2 separate regions of the Zea mays genome follow, and region 2 is linked to region 1. The links are chromatin contacts, called in public Hi-C maps. All regions are on one chromosome and are shown on one strand. The core of a region is the stretch at or near the end of the contact, and the rest is flanking DNA. Distances in the headings are between cores, read along the strand shown. Region 1 holds the start of LOC542124 (single myb histone 6). Region 2 holds the start of LOC100193917.

Region 1 (7,916 bases), core at 1,756-4,255:
GCTGATGACATTAATTGAATTTACTCACGTGATATCACCTAGTAGTTTCATCTTTAAATTAACTTCATTTCTCATAGCATAAAATGATGTAGGGAGCTAAAAATCATATTTACCTTCAACAATTTCCCACTGGTAGCTAAATACTTCAGTTTTGCAGACAATAAGTGATCAAAATCACTAGGTGGCCAATATTGCTCCTACATAAAACCAAGGTAAGAGCCTGATTGTGCACATAGAAAATAAGACGACCATGACCTAGTTCACCAATAACTTTTATTAGCAAATAAGAAAGAACATGATGATTTCAAAATGAAATCAGAACTCTGCGAGAAGACAGTGCAATAGCTAACGCTTTGGACAACAAGAGGAAATCTAATCTAATTAACTAGACATGCTTTTTTATTGGATTCTACTATTTGATATCTATGATATATAACTTTTATACAGTCAGATCAGGTGTGCTGAAGTTCTGTTTCTGGCATGACAAGTGTTCACTGATTATTTAGATGTTTATGATATATAAACCGATGCAAGTTTTTTCCCTGTAAATGTAGAGAGCCTGCTTTGAACCCGTGATCTGGTGACTCAGCGAGACAGCTCTCATCACTACACCACGCCTACCCTTCCGATTTGGGCAAAATCATGGGTTCATGACGGTTGGGTAGCCACGTAGTTGACTTATCATACACTTTTGTCAAAAATAAGAACAATACATTTACTATTAACAAGATATCATGAGTATAAATTTTTTTGGCTGACTAATTACAAACAGAAAAGGCAAATAATGTTGACGTTCAAAAGTAAAGGAAAATGGGAACGTAGACAGACCATAAATAAAGCATATTGTAAGTCTATAAGTTCTAGAAAGAAACAGAAACAAGAGAAGAATGTACACCTCTATGTAATTAGCAATAGTAGTTCTGTGGGACCCTGTAGGCTCATTCAAAGAAACAAAAACAAGAGAAGAATGCACACCTCTATGTAATTAGCAATAGTAGTTCTGTGGGACCCTGTAGGCTCATTCAAGTTCTTTATAGCCTCCATTATAATATTGTCTAGCCTGCATTAAAGCAATAGTAAGTGAAGACTTCAGTCTATCTAGTTTTCTATTGAGATAATGAAGAGAGAGAGGGAGATAAGCTAAACGGCACAATTATGTATTATTACACATGCATATGTAATCACCTTGAGTGAGATTTCTTTGAATTTGAAGTATTCCATCCTTCAACAGACATTGATACTATGGGCTTTACATCAACAATCTCATCATCAACCTCAGAAGTGATTGTGCTCATTGCCAACAATTGGTCATTATTCTTAGGAGCAGCTCGGGTTCTCCTCGTGGAAGTTCTCCCCCTGTCACGAGTACTCGATGAAGTGACAATTACATTCATGTTGCGCCATTTGTCCTAAGTAGTGATTAATAAAAAAGGAACATATGAGCATTAAGATTGAAGATGAATCTAGAAATTTGAAAACCAAAAGACACATGATTTCAAGGAATACCCAAATATGGCAGTCCCTTCACTAAATCAATCTTACGTAAAAACGAGTGAATAGATTTAACCTTTAGGTCAACATTCGAGCGGTAGCGCAATGTGGAGCTAAGTTCTGGATCATTCAATATCATGCGCCAATTTCCAACTCCATGTCTGGCTACTCCAGCTCTAAGAGCAGCCTCTTCCTCAGAAGTCCACCTCTGTTTTGGAGCCCCCATGCGTAGGCCCAGTCTTTTTAGTCAAATACAATATTATGAACACGAATGCATACCTTCTAACCTGGATTGTGAAATTCAATCCATTAAAGCATTGTAAAACAAAAAAAGAATATAGCCACTGTTGTACTATAATAGATTAACACTGCTGCAAACATTGAATCATCTGAAAACTCAATTCCATGAATATTTTGGCAACAAACAAATCCATAATGTGCAAAAACTTATCACAAATAAGTTCTTGTTTTAATATGTAAAAGATCCTGCCATGATTGGCTAAAGAAGAAAATCAGGTTTGAAGTACAACTTAAATATACCGAATATTGGAGAGGGAGTCTAATGTACAACATAAAAATATGTACAGGCCTAGAAATTACTGAAGATATTTGCTGATTTCCAAAGGCTCCATTACTGTTCATGAATAGAGATTATGATATCCATCGTAGTATTACTCCCTTCGGACAAAAGTGGTGTTATAGACATCGGCACTGTCCTGAATACATAACTTTGACTACTAGTTCCTGTCGTGATATATTTATGAATGATTTGCGGACCAAGATTAGGTTGGTTCTTTGCACACAACCCAAAACATCACTTATCTGTGACTGTGTGGGAGTACATATGAGACAAAATGGCATAAAATGGCCTCTGTGATGTGACCAAACAGAGCTTCAAACTAGAGCTTACAAAGCAAATTCAGAACTGCCTTTTTTTGTCAGAGAAGTGGTGAACACCAATCCAATCATATCTCAATAAGCTTGTGCATTTCTATTTAATAATTCCATTGCTATGCCAGCATGAACTAACCTCCTATGGTACCAAAACAAACCAATACAAACATTGATGTAGGACATAAGACAACATGGGAGCATTGAAAGGAACTGCTTAACCATCTCCATTTCTTAAACTCCATGGGTGCCCTTTCTAACAAATCCAAACAAACTTAACAAATTATCAACACAGGAAGATGGTGAGTTCAGGGGCAGAGCCAGTAAAGTACATGGGTGTGCAAATGTACAATGTTCGCCCGATACTTTCTGCCAAAAAATCGCAGTTGGTACGCATAATACATGTATACGCTTGCAATAATGCAATTAGATCAGATCCGAATATACAAATACCCATATAGGTTAACTTAGGGTTCGGGTGCTTGGTTTCTCACAACTGGTAGGGCAGAGAAGGGATCCACATACCTAGCGGGCGCTCGTCGTTGGCGAAGGGCCCGAGAAAGACCTGGCGAAGGCACCGACGAGGCTAGACCTGGGCGCCTGGTATAGGACGGCAGTTGCGCCACGCGCAGGAGAGAGAGAGAGCGGCAGAGCCAGAGCGCACACGCGGCGTGAACGGCGGTGAACGGGCACCGGGGTACGCCCGATTTTTCCCTCCGCCGCGGTGACAGCAGTGCGCGCAGTTTTTTTTTATTATATTAGCCTTTTTAGATGATAGCTGAATGACCGTGCGTTGCAACGAGAATATATAATATTAGTATACTACGATAACTTATATATAAAATGTGTGTTATACCGTTACGAGAAAATGTTTCATAATCAATTTGTGATTCTGGCCATACATAAATTTTGTTATTTATAATATATCTGTTTCACCACTACATTGAAACCATCAGTATCATGCAGACTTCGATATATGTCACGCTCTGTATGGTCTCATCATTGGAGAGCACGTTGTTGGGGTGAAGGCGAAGCCGCTACCCTTCGCTCGATGCCTTCGCCGATCTCGCCGCACCAACGGAGGTAAAGCGACCGGCAGTTTCCACCCTTCGTCCAACACGCCGCAAGACGAAGGCCTACGACGAGGTCGCTCCGTCTCGCGGCCTCGTCCAACACGAAGGCCCACGCGGAATTCGGCTCATTGTAACAGGCCCCGGTCGGCTGAGTGTATTACGGGCCCGATTTGTAAAGACTTTTCTGTAATGACAGTCTGTAACCCTGCTTTATTGGAATATTTCGGGGATGACCTAGGCGCCTGAGGGCACATGCGTCCTTAATCCAAGACGCTGGGTACTCAGGCACCTATAAATACCCCTGCACAGTGCCCTTGAGAGACTGGATTAACAGAGCAATTGCCTTCCTGAGCTAAAACCTTTTTGCATTACTTTCACTCCCCCGTTGGATCATCTTGCTCGGGGGAGCAAGTTCCAACATTTGACGCCCACCGTAGAGCCCGAACCCACGACCACAAGGTTAAGAGCCTTGTGCTCTACCGACTGAGCTAGACGGGGCGACCTCGTCGTAGGCCTTCGTCTTGCAGCGTGTTGGACGAAGGGTGGAAACTGCCGGTCGCTTTGCCTCCGTTGGTGCGGCGAGATCGACGAAGGCATCGAGCGAAGGGTAGCGGCTTCGCCTTCGCCCCAACATTTGCCCTCTGAGGGACCAGTTCGACTATCGCTAGATGGTGGAGATGCTGCCCTCGTGGCGAGTTCCAACATTTGGCGCCCACCGTTCGTGCTACGAAAAAACCACCCGCGATGGCACCCAAGAGAGCTAGCTCGAAGGCAGCCCCATCCGTTGACGAAGCAGCGAAGGCAGCGCTGTTGGCCGAGAAAAAGGGCAAGGCCCTTGTCGACACCACCCACCAAGAAGCCTGCGAAGACGACGCACTCAGCAAGAGGCAGCGCAATGAACAACCCACACCCGAAGGCAGCCTCCGCACCTGCAGCTCCAGAGGACAGCCGCAACCCCCCAGGCTTCGCTCTACCGGAGGGCGCGGACGCCACTGAGGATGGCGAAGCCATCGGCGTTTCAGCAGAAGAACAGCTACAGCTGCGGGCCTTGCGCATCAAGAACCGCAACCTCCAGAAGGAGAAGGAGATCCTCGAGGCCAAGCGCCAACGTGTCTCTGCGCAAGCCAAGGTGCGCCAGATGATACGTGACGAGGAGCGGAAGGCTCAGGAGCTTGAGCAAGAGATTGCGCTCATGCAGAGCGAAGGCCAACTTGGTCTGCAACAAGGCCCACCCCTCCAACAGCGCGTGCCATTCAAAGACCTGTTCATTCCTCAGCGCGGACCCGTCATCCCGCACGCCACAACATTCCAAGGTGTCAACTACCTTGACGAGCGAAGTCCCCTGGCACCGCACCTGCAAGTGTCACCATGGACCGCCAACTTCAGGGCAGGGACCTACCCCAAGTACAACGGCAGCACTGACCCAGCACAGTATATCATGAGCTACCAAGTCGTCGTTGCATCATCCGGAGGGGACGACGCCACGATGGCCAAATCATTCATCATCGCTCTCGAAGGCCCGGCTCTCACTTGGTACACCAGGTTGCCCCCGTTGTCCATCGACTCCTAGAGAAGTCTGCGGGACAAATTTTTGCTCAACTTCCAAGGGTACCGCCCAGACACCGACGCCTTGGCTGAACTGTCACTCTACAAGCAGCTGGAAAGAGAAACTCTGCGAGAGTATTACCGCAAGTTTCTGACTCTCAAGTCACAACTGCCCTCGGTTGATGACCAAATAGCCATTCACTACGCTATCAGTGACCTTCGGGCTGGCGTCCTTTACAGCCACTGCATCAGAGATCCACCCAAGAACCTCCAGGAGTTGTATCAGCTGTTCAAAAAATATGCCAGATCCGAAGAGCTCCACCAGCGCAAAGTCGAGTCCCAGAGGAAACCCAAAGACCCTCCGCAGTCCACCCGTACGTGGATGAGACCTTCGCAGGCAGACTCCGGTCGAGATGGCCGCAGTCAGCAGCAGGTACACAACATCGCCAACCAGCACCCCGCTGGTGAGGCCCCTCGCCGCCAAGAGTATCCCCCCCAGGGCCACGACAACGGAACTCGTGGTCGGGGCCGGGGATGGGCGCAGCAGCCGCGCAGATTTTACTGTTTGTTCCACGGCGAAGACTGCGCGCACCCTACAAGGGACTGCCTAGAAACGAAGGCCACCAGAGACAGGATGTCTCGGGCGCAACCAGCCGACAACCCTAGAGTTGTCGCGCACACATATCAACAACTCCCTCAATCATACAACCACGGCCCCGCTCAGCATCCACCTAACCACGCATACCCACACCACCAGGAGGTACAAATCGTACCTCCCCCGCTTCCACCTCCACACCCGCAACAGCAAAACATCCACCACCCCCAAGCCCCAAAACAAGAAGACTTCGCCGATCAGCCGTATCGCGGAGTCATTCACATGATCACTGGGGGGTCCAGCGTCGACTTCGACACAAAGCGACAGAAGAGGGACCACTACCGCAGCATCAACCATGTCGCCGTCACTGGTCCAGTCGTGCAGACAAAGTGGTCCCATGTGCCATTGACCTTCGACGCCCGAGACGTCGACCTGCGCAGCGCACCCCACATCGACGCCATGGTTATCAACTGCAGCGTGGCAGGCTGAGACCTGCACAAAGTCTTAGTTGACAACGGCAGCCAGGCAGATATCATTTTCCTCCACACCTTTGTCCGCATGGGCATCAGCCACAGCTTGATCAAACCTTCGGACAACCCACTGTATGGCTTCGGCGGCAAGGACACCTTTCCTGTCGGCAAAATAGAGCTACCCCTCTCCTTCGGTGTAGCACCCAATGCACGAAGCGAGCAAGTCACTTTCGACATCGTCGACATGATGTACCCGTACAACGCCATAATGGGTCGGGGCTCCATCAACAAGTTTGAGGCAGCCATTCACGGACTTTACCTGTGCATGAAGATCCCAGGTCCGCAAGGCGCGATCACAGTCTACGGCAACCTGCAGGCCGCGCGCAACATAGAAAGAGACTTCGTTCCTAGGCAAAGGAACGTACACTGCCTCACGGCCCAACGCGAGGCCCCCGAGTCTGCCAGCCCAACCGCCAAAGAGCATGAAAAGGCACAGCTGCAGAGCAACGATGGGACCAAGACTGTCCCCCTCGACCAGGCAACGCCCAAGCAAACGGTCATCATCAGCGAAGACCTCACTTCGCATGACGAGGAGAGACTCCTCTCCTGTCTGTCCAAAAATAAAGACGTCTTCGCCTGGTCCGCCCTCGACCTGGTCGGAGTCGATCGCTCTATCATCGAGCACAGCTTGGGAATTGACCCTTTGGTGAGGCCGAAGAAGCAGCGGCTGCGCAAGATGTCTGATGAGAAGACAGAAGCCGCCAAGGCTGAGGTACACCGCCTGCTTGAGGCCAACTTTATCGAGCCAGTCGCCTACCCTACGTGGCTCGCAAATGTAGTAATGGTGCAGAAGAAGAGCGACAAGTGGCGGATGTGCATTGATTTCACCAGCCTCAACAAGGCCTGCCCCAAGGATAATTTCCCGCTGCCTCGGATCGACAAGATCGTCGATAGTGCGACCGGGTGCGAAGTCATGTCACTCCTTGATTGCTTTTCTAGCTACCACCAAATATATATGAAGGAGGAAGACAAGGCCAGCACTAGTTTCATAACACCCTTCGGCACATATTGCTTCATCAGAATGCCGGAGGGACTTAAGAACGCTGGGTCCACATTCTCTCGACTCACCAAAACGGTGCTCGAGAGCCAAGTCAGCAGAAACATATTTACGTATGTGGACGACATCGTCGTCGCCAGCAGAAGCAAGGAAGACCATCTGGCTGACCTCGCAGAAACGTTCGCGAACATGAGGGACGCACGACTTCGCCTAAACCCCGAAAAGTGTGTCTTCGGCGTTCGTTAGGGGAAAATATTGGGCTACCTGGTGTCGCACCGCGGGATCGAAGCCAACCCGACCAAAATCTAGGCCATCATCAACATGACGCCCCCGCAGTCAGCTAGAGACGTCCAACGACTGACAGGCAGATTGGCCGCCCTCAACAGATTCATCTCCAAGTCCGCAGAGCGAAGCCTACCTTTCCTCAAAACACTCCGCGGCGCAAAAGACTTCGCATGGGGACTAGAGCAAGCGGCAGCCTTCGCTTCACTAAAGCAGCACCTGTCAGAGTTAGTGATTCTTACAAGCCCCAACCCCTCGCTACCCCTGTTGCTCTACATCGCAGCTTCGCCGCACGCGGTCAGCGCAGCACTGGTTCAGGAGCAGGACAGAGAGGGCATGATCAGGCAATGTCCAGTTTATTACGTCTCCGAAGTACTCACGACATCAAAATGCAACATGACGGAACTGGAAAAAATCGCCTACGCAGTTGTTATGGCTTCGCGCAAATTGCGCCATTATTTTGAAGCATTCAAGGTACGGGTCACCTCAGACAGGGGACTTGGCGAATTGTT
Region 2 (7,916 bases), core at 2,408-4,907, 330 kb after region 1:
CCTTCTGTCAGGCCAGTCAGTGGAGCGGCGAAGTGACGGCGGTCACTTCGGCTCTGCCGGGGGGCGCGCGTCAAGATAAAGGTGTCAGGCCACCTTTGCATTAAATGCTCTTGCGACTTGGTCGGTCGGTGCGGCGATTTAGTCAGGGTTGCTTCTTAGCGAAGGCAGGGCCTCGGGCGAGCCGAAAATATGTTCGCCGTTGGAGGGGGCCTCGAGCGAGACGGAAATCCTCTGGGTCGGCTGCCCTTGTCCGAGGCTAGGCTCGGGCGAGGCGTGATCGAGTCGCTCGAATGGACTGATCCCTGACTTAGTCGCACCCATCAGGCCTTTGCAGCTTTATGCTGATGGGGGTTACCAGCTGAGAATTAGGAGTCTTGAGGGTACCCCTAATTATGGTCCCCGACACATTTAAATTATTACCTACTACATTTGATGGTAATGTGAGGACACTTAAATGCTACTTGAAATATAATGTAGACTCCAATTATATATATAATAAATTAATAATCATGATCTTCTATGTCATATAATATAGTGACCTTGAGATCGGGGAGCTTGCCCGGGTAAGTAATGCATTCGATCACCCTCCCTTCGTTCCCTTTCCCAGGCTCAACACACTAATCATAGGACCAAGTTGCATCTGAGGATTTTCTTGAACAACTCAAAAGGGACCGGCATGGTCACTGAGTATCTGAGCAAAATGGAGAAAGAGGTTGGTAAGAAGGTGAGAGTTTCCATTCCTTTCTGCTAGGAAGTACACTGTTACTGTACGCTGTTAGCCTATTACTGCATGACTTTCCGTATCTGATTTCATAACTTTTGATAGATGACACTGAGGTCTCCTCGGACCAATACTGCATTCCAGGAACTCTTCTCTTTGCCAGCAGAAGAATTTCTCATCAGCAGTTTTACCTGCTACTTGAAGAGGAAATTGCCTACACAAGTAATCGTTTGATTTTTTTCTTACATAAATTATTAGATTGAATGATAAATATATGTTTTATGATCCTTTTTCCCTGTGGAAGAATGCTGATGGATAATACTTAAAAAGTGTTTGCGTGCACAAATTTTCCTGAATTATGAAAGATATAACATTTGATTTATACTTTTTATTGAAAAGTAGAGAACATTCAGGAACATTTTCTTACAATCTCATATGTTGTGATTTCGAAAGAGAAACCAACTGAAGATGTAAGCTAGCAGTGTCTTGTGCATTGATTTCATTTTTTGGAAAGACATGGTCATATTGTTCCTTCCATGCTATGTGATTTAAATATTTGTATATATGCTATTGATTTTGTTTGATTTATTGGATCAACTCACTGTGTTCATGTGTTCTCAATGGCTCTGAATAGCTCACTACATGTCCAGTCAACTGACAGACTCTTATATTTTTAATTTCAGGGTCAAGTTTTCTTATCTCCAAGAACAATTGGGTTTTATTCAAGCATGTTTGGGAGGAAAACAAAATGTTACTTTCTATGGGAGGATATTGAAGACATACAGGGAATACCTCAATCAATATCATCATGGAGTCCATCCATTATAATAACTCTTCACAAAGGTAGAGGCATGGATGCAAAGCATGGTGTAAAGAGCATGGACAATGGAAAACTTAAGTTCTGCTTGCAGTCTTTTGCATCATTTAGTGTGGCCAATAGGTAAATGCCCAGCTTCCTTAAACACATCGAGTGTATGTCATATGGCTCTTATGAATCAAACTCTGGAAATAACTTGTGTCGCAACTAACTGTCTTGATTCTTGCAATATCTTTTGCATGATTTATATGTTTTTTTTCTGGAATAAATATTGTTTGTGCTCTACAGGACAATAATGGCATTATGGAAGGCAAGATCTCTGAGCACAGAGTTTAAAGTACAGCTTGCGGAAGAACAATCCCAAATTAACACCCTTCAGAGTGAGGACAATGGGGTCTTTGTTGGTATTGAGGATGCCAAGAGCCTTCAGATGACTGAAGTTTTCTCCTCGACCATTTCGACCAATGTAAGTTCAGGCGACTTGTATGGCAAATCTAAATATACACTTGTAGTCCTGCACTTGTGCAAGTTTATTAACTACCTATATTGTGGTCCATCATAAGAGGCTGAAACTGACATTCATGTATCTCTTGCCAGATGGCCTCGCTTATGGAGGTGTGTCTAGGAGGATCCTTGGAAATGAAGGTAACGGAGAAAGTTGGATGCCAGAAGTACTCGCCTACACAGTGAGAATCAGATAAACCCAATGAGTATCAACGAAAAATCCATTACAAGTTCAGCAAGAAGCTGTCTCCCGTTGGCGGAGAAGTGACAGGAACCCAGCAGAAATCTCTTATGCCTAATAAGAAAGGATGGGTTATCGAAGAGGTGATGGAGCTCCAAGGAGTCCTTCTTGGCGACTTCTTTACGGTTTGTATACGTAACTGAATCTTCTTCCTCTCTGGCGTTCTGGGTTGAATTTGCATGCTCTTCTGCTTGTCAGAAGTCCCCGTTTTCTTTAACGAAAATTTTGAAGTCTGTTAGATGGAGTATTTCCAGCTTCTAAATTACTCGATGTAACGATCTTGAAACATATAAAACATTCCTTTTATCAGAAACAAAATGCTTGTCATTTGGTCAATTAGTTAGTGTTATGATATTCCGTGCTGTAACGTGGTCAGGGGGTAGCTGTGTCTATGTGGCGGCAAAAAAAACTGCAGGAGGTCCATTCTAATCACCACACGAAAGATCAAGCCTGCTGCGCCGATTTTCTTCATACCAGCAGAAGAAGAGAAACACGACACATCTGGATTCTGACCTGCGCTCCTATCTTGTTTTTTTTCCAGCTCCACATCAAGTACCAGGTCGAGGACCTCGCTCCCAAGCAAAGAGCAAGCAATGTGCAGGTCTCCTTGGGAATCGAGTGGTCGAAGACCAGCAGGCACCAGAAGCGGATCGAGAAGAACGTCCTTTCCAGTTCATCCGCGCGCCTAAAGGAGATGTTCAACCTTGCGTTGAGGGAGCTCTCGCATGCCAGATAGGAGGCGGAGCGTAATGGCCTTTCGACGTCTTACCCACCGTCCCTGTGCATAACAACAACAGGACCGATCTTGAGTGAACATTTAACACCCACTAACTGTACATGGAAAGCTTGGCTCAAGACTGATAGACAGCAACACCAAGAAGAAGAGGAGGAGGTACTGTAGGATAGCTCGATAGACAACGATATAGTTGTATGTTCTGCTTGCAAGTTCTCTCTGTCGACTGTATATGCTAAAAATATTAAAATTGAATAGCTAGAAATGCAAGTGTTCTCTTTAGGCCATACCATTTACATAGTTATTATCTTCTGCCTTTAACCACTGTAGGGTGCCCGAAGGGGCGCCTAATGTTCTAGTTTTTTTAAAACAATCACGTGAGCCACACAACATGCATCGAACAAGGCAAAGAGTAGTGGTGTGTGTCTATCCGCTGACTGTTTATGCAGCGAACAGTGGGCCGTGGCCGATTCGTGACACACGTGAACAACAAACGTCGAAATCACATGCAGGAGGATACACGTACTGGAGATATTGGGCTACATTGCGTCATGCGAAAATCCGTTTAAGGGCCTATCAAAACCTGGACCGGGCCGCGCTTTAGGTGGGCTCTAAGTACGCCTCTGCCTTTTCAGGCTATCACCGCCACACAGCTGATCCTCTCCCGAGTCCCGACCCGTCATCGCCGCCGCCATTGTCCCGCCGCGCAGGGTTTAGGGTTCAGTAGCGGCGGCACCAGTTTTTCTCCTCATCAAGGGAGTCGCGGCCACCGCCAACGAGACAAGCTGTCGGCGATGTCGTCTATCGCATCGCAGCTGAAGGCCATCAAGTCGGCGCTCGGCGCTGCGCCGGAGCCGGCTCGGCGGCCCGTCACCCGGCCGTCTGTGCTCTTCGACGCCAAAGAGGCCGCCGACATCGACCTCCGGGCCATCCTGCCCATTGCCCTCTCTGGTTCGTACCACTAACTACCGACCTGATCGGTTCGAGCATGCTGATGCTTTATTAGTTGCGCTCTTCTAGAGTAGCCACTAGCCAGCATTTCATGAAGGACAACTTGGTTGTATTTTCCGCTAAACCGAGCGTTCTAGAATTTTGTTTGGTTCGTTTGATTCTTATTTTAGCTCCCATTTAATATAATATCTAAATCAGCTTTCTCGGAATTCCCTCTGGATTTTGCTGCTATTTGCAGGTTGATCCCATCCGTCTACATAGTACACCTAGTTGTTTATGCTTGTGCAATTATGCATGCGATTTTATGAAACTTCACTAATAGCTCAAATTGAATGAAGTTTTTAAAAACAAAACCAATTTAGTTTTGCATATGAGGTATTTCATTCGAAGAGCTTCTCTTCCTCTACGGTACCTGAATCAAATTGCTTTTCAGGGTTGGAGCACCTTACCAGCGTAGACGAGAGATTTGCAAAATACAGCAACACTCTGTTCAGGGAGACTAGCCTTGAGGTGAACCGCGAACAGTTGACTCCCAAGGAGAACGACAAACTCAACAAGTCTATCTCCACCTACCTTCGCCTTCTAGCTGGCTATTTGCATCTTCCCTCTGCCCTCAAGACCCTTGAATACCTTATCCGCAGATACCTGTATGAATTTAGCTCAGCTAATTTTGCCGATGGCCCTACGAGCTCTAGCTTATTCTCTTGTTTCTGGTGGGAACCTTCATGTAGGGTGCATGTATACAATTCGGATGAGTTGCTGCTGAGCGCACTGCCATACCATGATACACATGCGTTTGTTCGGATCGTGCAGTTGGTCAACTTAGGGTGAGTGTGGCTCTGGTCTGGATAGATACTTATTTTCTCCATTTGTCTTCAATATCAACTTGTGCTGGTTGATGTGCTTTCAGGAATAGTAACTGGGCATTTCTTGGCGGTGTCAAGTCCTCAGGTGCACCGCCACCCAGGAGTGTTCTAGTGCAACAGTGCATCCGTGATAAGGCTGTGCTGGAGACCCTATGCAACTATGTAACGCCGAAATTAATAATCCTTTTAACAGTAGGATTCTGTCATGATTTTTGATATTTTTTTGTTGATAATTCATTTTACTTTCAGGCTACACCAACAAAGGAATTCAGTCACTCGAAGACAGTCGTCTGCTTTTGCACTGCTGTGATTGTTGAGTGTTTGGGTGCTGTCCCTAAGCTTGACACAGATGTAGTGCAGAGGGTGTTGGGATTTGTGTTTGACTCTCTTAATCCTGCAGTGACGCGAGACCAGGAATATAAGGTTACCTCAAATGATTTGCAGTTTTTTTGGCCCCTTTTCAATGGTCATATTTGTTATATTTTTTCTTTCCCTTTTACTTTGCAACCCTCAACTGGATACTGTGTGTACACTATTTCGAACATTATGAATCTTTTATTGTGCTATATGGGTTTACTTCCCATTGAAGAACTATTGACATCCTGCTTTCTTAGCAATGTTATAACTACAGTTATGTTGTATCTTTATGACCAGGCTGGCGCTCTTATGATTGTTGGAGTACTTGGAACCCGTGCGACTCTAGCGCCTAAACTTGTTCAAAATTTGATTCTTTTCGTTGCAAGGACTGCACAACATGATGCATTCGAGTCAGTTGACTTGCCATGGCTTCGTGTTTCAGTGATGGCTCTTATAAGTCTTGTTCAGGTTTGGATTTAACTTATTGTCATTCATATCCTTAGGAAATTCTGGCTTGCTATGTAAATCATTGAACTCAATATTGGTGATGCTGAGGTAGAAGTATTGATAAATGTCTGCTAATTTTACAGTCCCAATCTGTCCATGTTTTCCCTAAGAAGCCACTGATGGTTTTGAAAGACATCAGGTTTACCGTTGTTTTCCCAGCATACACATTATATATTTGCTCCTTTCTGTTTCTCCTGGTGTTGAAGTGTTAAATTCCTATGGTAAACTTTTTTCAGGGATTTTTCTGGTATACTTTCTGTATTATCCAGTGAATACAACATCGAGAAATTCATTAGGCTTTATGTTGAATCATTAATTGACTACAGGTGATTTTGCTTATCTGATGTAATTATATTTGCATATTTCTCTCTGGCATTGTATGAACGTTTATAACTCTTAAAATGCGAACAGTATTGTCGATGGTACCTGCCACACACACCTGATTGAAACTATTGAGAGTCTGCCAATGAAGAATTTCATTGAAAGTGTCGTGTGCAAAATTCTTGGAAACTGTATCAAGGTATCTCGGGCCACAGGAATCCCAGATATTAATCACACAGGTAACTGTAACAGCTGCTTCAATTCCATTTTAAACTAATCAAGTAATTTCTTTTTTTTTGTGCATACATGTATTTTAAGCATATCATGGTGTTCTGTACTGTATGTACTATGTAGTATTTGATATATATTGTTTCATCTATTTTTCAGAATTATGGGCTAAGAAAATTTTTAAGGCAATTGAAAGAAAATATCCCCTGGAGCTACGTGATGCTATTCATAAATTTCTTGAGGTGCAAAATGACACACTTTCCACTTATGTAACTTGTCAGTTCTTATTGCTGTTGTTTGACACTTCTTTCTCCCTGTTCTCAGAACTCTGAAACTAATTCACCGGGAGGGGATTCTTTGGCTGAGGTTTTTGGGATATTGTTTGATGAAAACAAGAATTTGCCAACTGAAATATCTGACTCAAACATTTGGTTCAGTCTCGATCATCCAAAGGTACAATATGATATGGGACTTGCTGTAGAATTTTACTTTCCATGGAAACTCTGAATTTTATCCTGTCTTAAACTCTTAATGCCTCTAGAATGATTTCTTGCCCTAGTTCAAATCATATTTTAGGTTGTGAGTAATTCGCCACAGTTAGCCTTTTCCTAAATTAGTTTGTTTTGTTATCTTTTCTAGTCTTTGATGTGTTAGATGTATATGTTGTGTAGCATATTTTCCTTATTGTATAAGGGCCTTTATGCATTGTGCAATGTATGTACTGTGGGCTTGGGCCGTTACTGTGAATACAAGCACCATTCTAACATGATGAATTTTATATATGATAAAGGCTACGGTTCGTCAATCTGCTCTCTCAAAAGTTGCTACATCTGGCATCTTCAATAACAGAACTCTAAATCCTCAGGTAACAACTTTTGCTCTTTGCAAATGTTCACTTCTATATGCGCACTGTTGTATTGAAGCTTTCCTCAGATGATGATCAACTGACTTCTGCTTCTGAAAGAGATTGAATCTGTATAGAATAGTAGATTAATTATTGAGAGTTAAAAAGGTTATATAGGGGTGAGGAGATCTTGGGGCAAAAGGAAACCGATAGTCAAGATTTCCTCAGGGCAGGAAACTTCTAATCAGGATCCTATCGTAAGGAAACCCCCAATTAGGATCTCATCTAATCAGGATCCTGTCCTAAGGAAACCCCCAATCAGGATCCCATCAGGAGTCTGTAACCATATATCTCTACAATACCAAATAGGGCCGGCCGGCTATAGAGCCAGGCGCAGGACCTCGACACACAGTAATACATCAAATGTCTAACAGTTTCTAATTCTGAGTTCATGCAGAAGTTTATCAATATGCAAGATGCTATATTACGTAGTCTGTATGATGATGATCTAAGTGTTGTCCAAGCTGCTTTATCCATAGAAGGACTAGCTGCTGTTGCCAATCCTGATAGCCTGTTAAAAGCATATGATTGCGTGCTCACCAAATGCATCAAAATCATCAACAAAGGTGGGTATTCTTCAATGTCTGCTTGTTTCGGGCCAACTGGGTGACTTTTTTATTTCAATGGACTGCCTTTTTCTATTTATTTATTACATGAGGCCTATAGCTAGTGTATAGTGTGCTTTAAATATAAAGCACACGCAAAAACTAATTTATTCATGAAAGTTTTTAAATAATAGAGATCAGCATTTGACACTTTGACAGAA

The links. Hi-C and Micro-C count contacts between places; a contact is called where the count stands out from the background.
Region 2: a Hi-C map of leaf shows a contact between it and region 1, with 6 times the contacts expected there. The contact joins the promoter of LOC100193917 here to the promoter of LOC542124 in region 1. A contact is called at or near these places in 2 of 25 Hi-C or Micro-C datasets (ear and leaf).

What each region holds. Positions count from the first base shown.
Region 1 is chr3:14,445,892-14,453,807 of Zm-B73-REFERENCE-NAM-5.0, forward strand. It overlaps LOC542124 (single myb histone 6), which reads right to left and starts at 3,006. Exons shown (of 6, transcript NM_001111756.1): 1 at 2,908-3,006; 2 at 1,568-1,778; 3 at 1,186-1,409; 4 at 976-1,060; 5 at 114-197. The coding sequence starts at 1,717.
Region 2 is chr3:14,778,836-14,786,751 of Zm-B73-REFERENCE-NAM-5.0, forward strand. It overlaps LOC100193917, which reads left to right and starts at 3,658. Exons shown (of 39, transcript NM_001349879.1): 1 at 3,658-3,967; 2 at 4,401-4,614; 3 at 4,699-4,794; 4 at 4,878-4,995; 5 at 5,083-5,256; 6 at 5,488-5,658; 7 at 5,781-5,836; 8 at 5,934-6,023; 9 at 6,109-6,257; 10 at 6,406-6,488; 11 at 6,571-6,699; 12 at 7,037-7,111; 13 at 7,548-7,716. The coding sequence starts at 3,811. It also overlaps the pseudogene LOC103649725.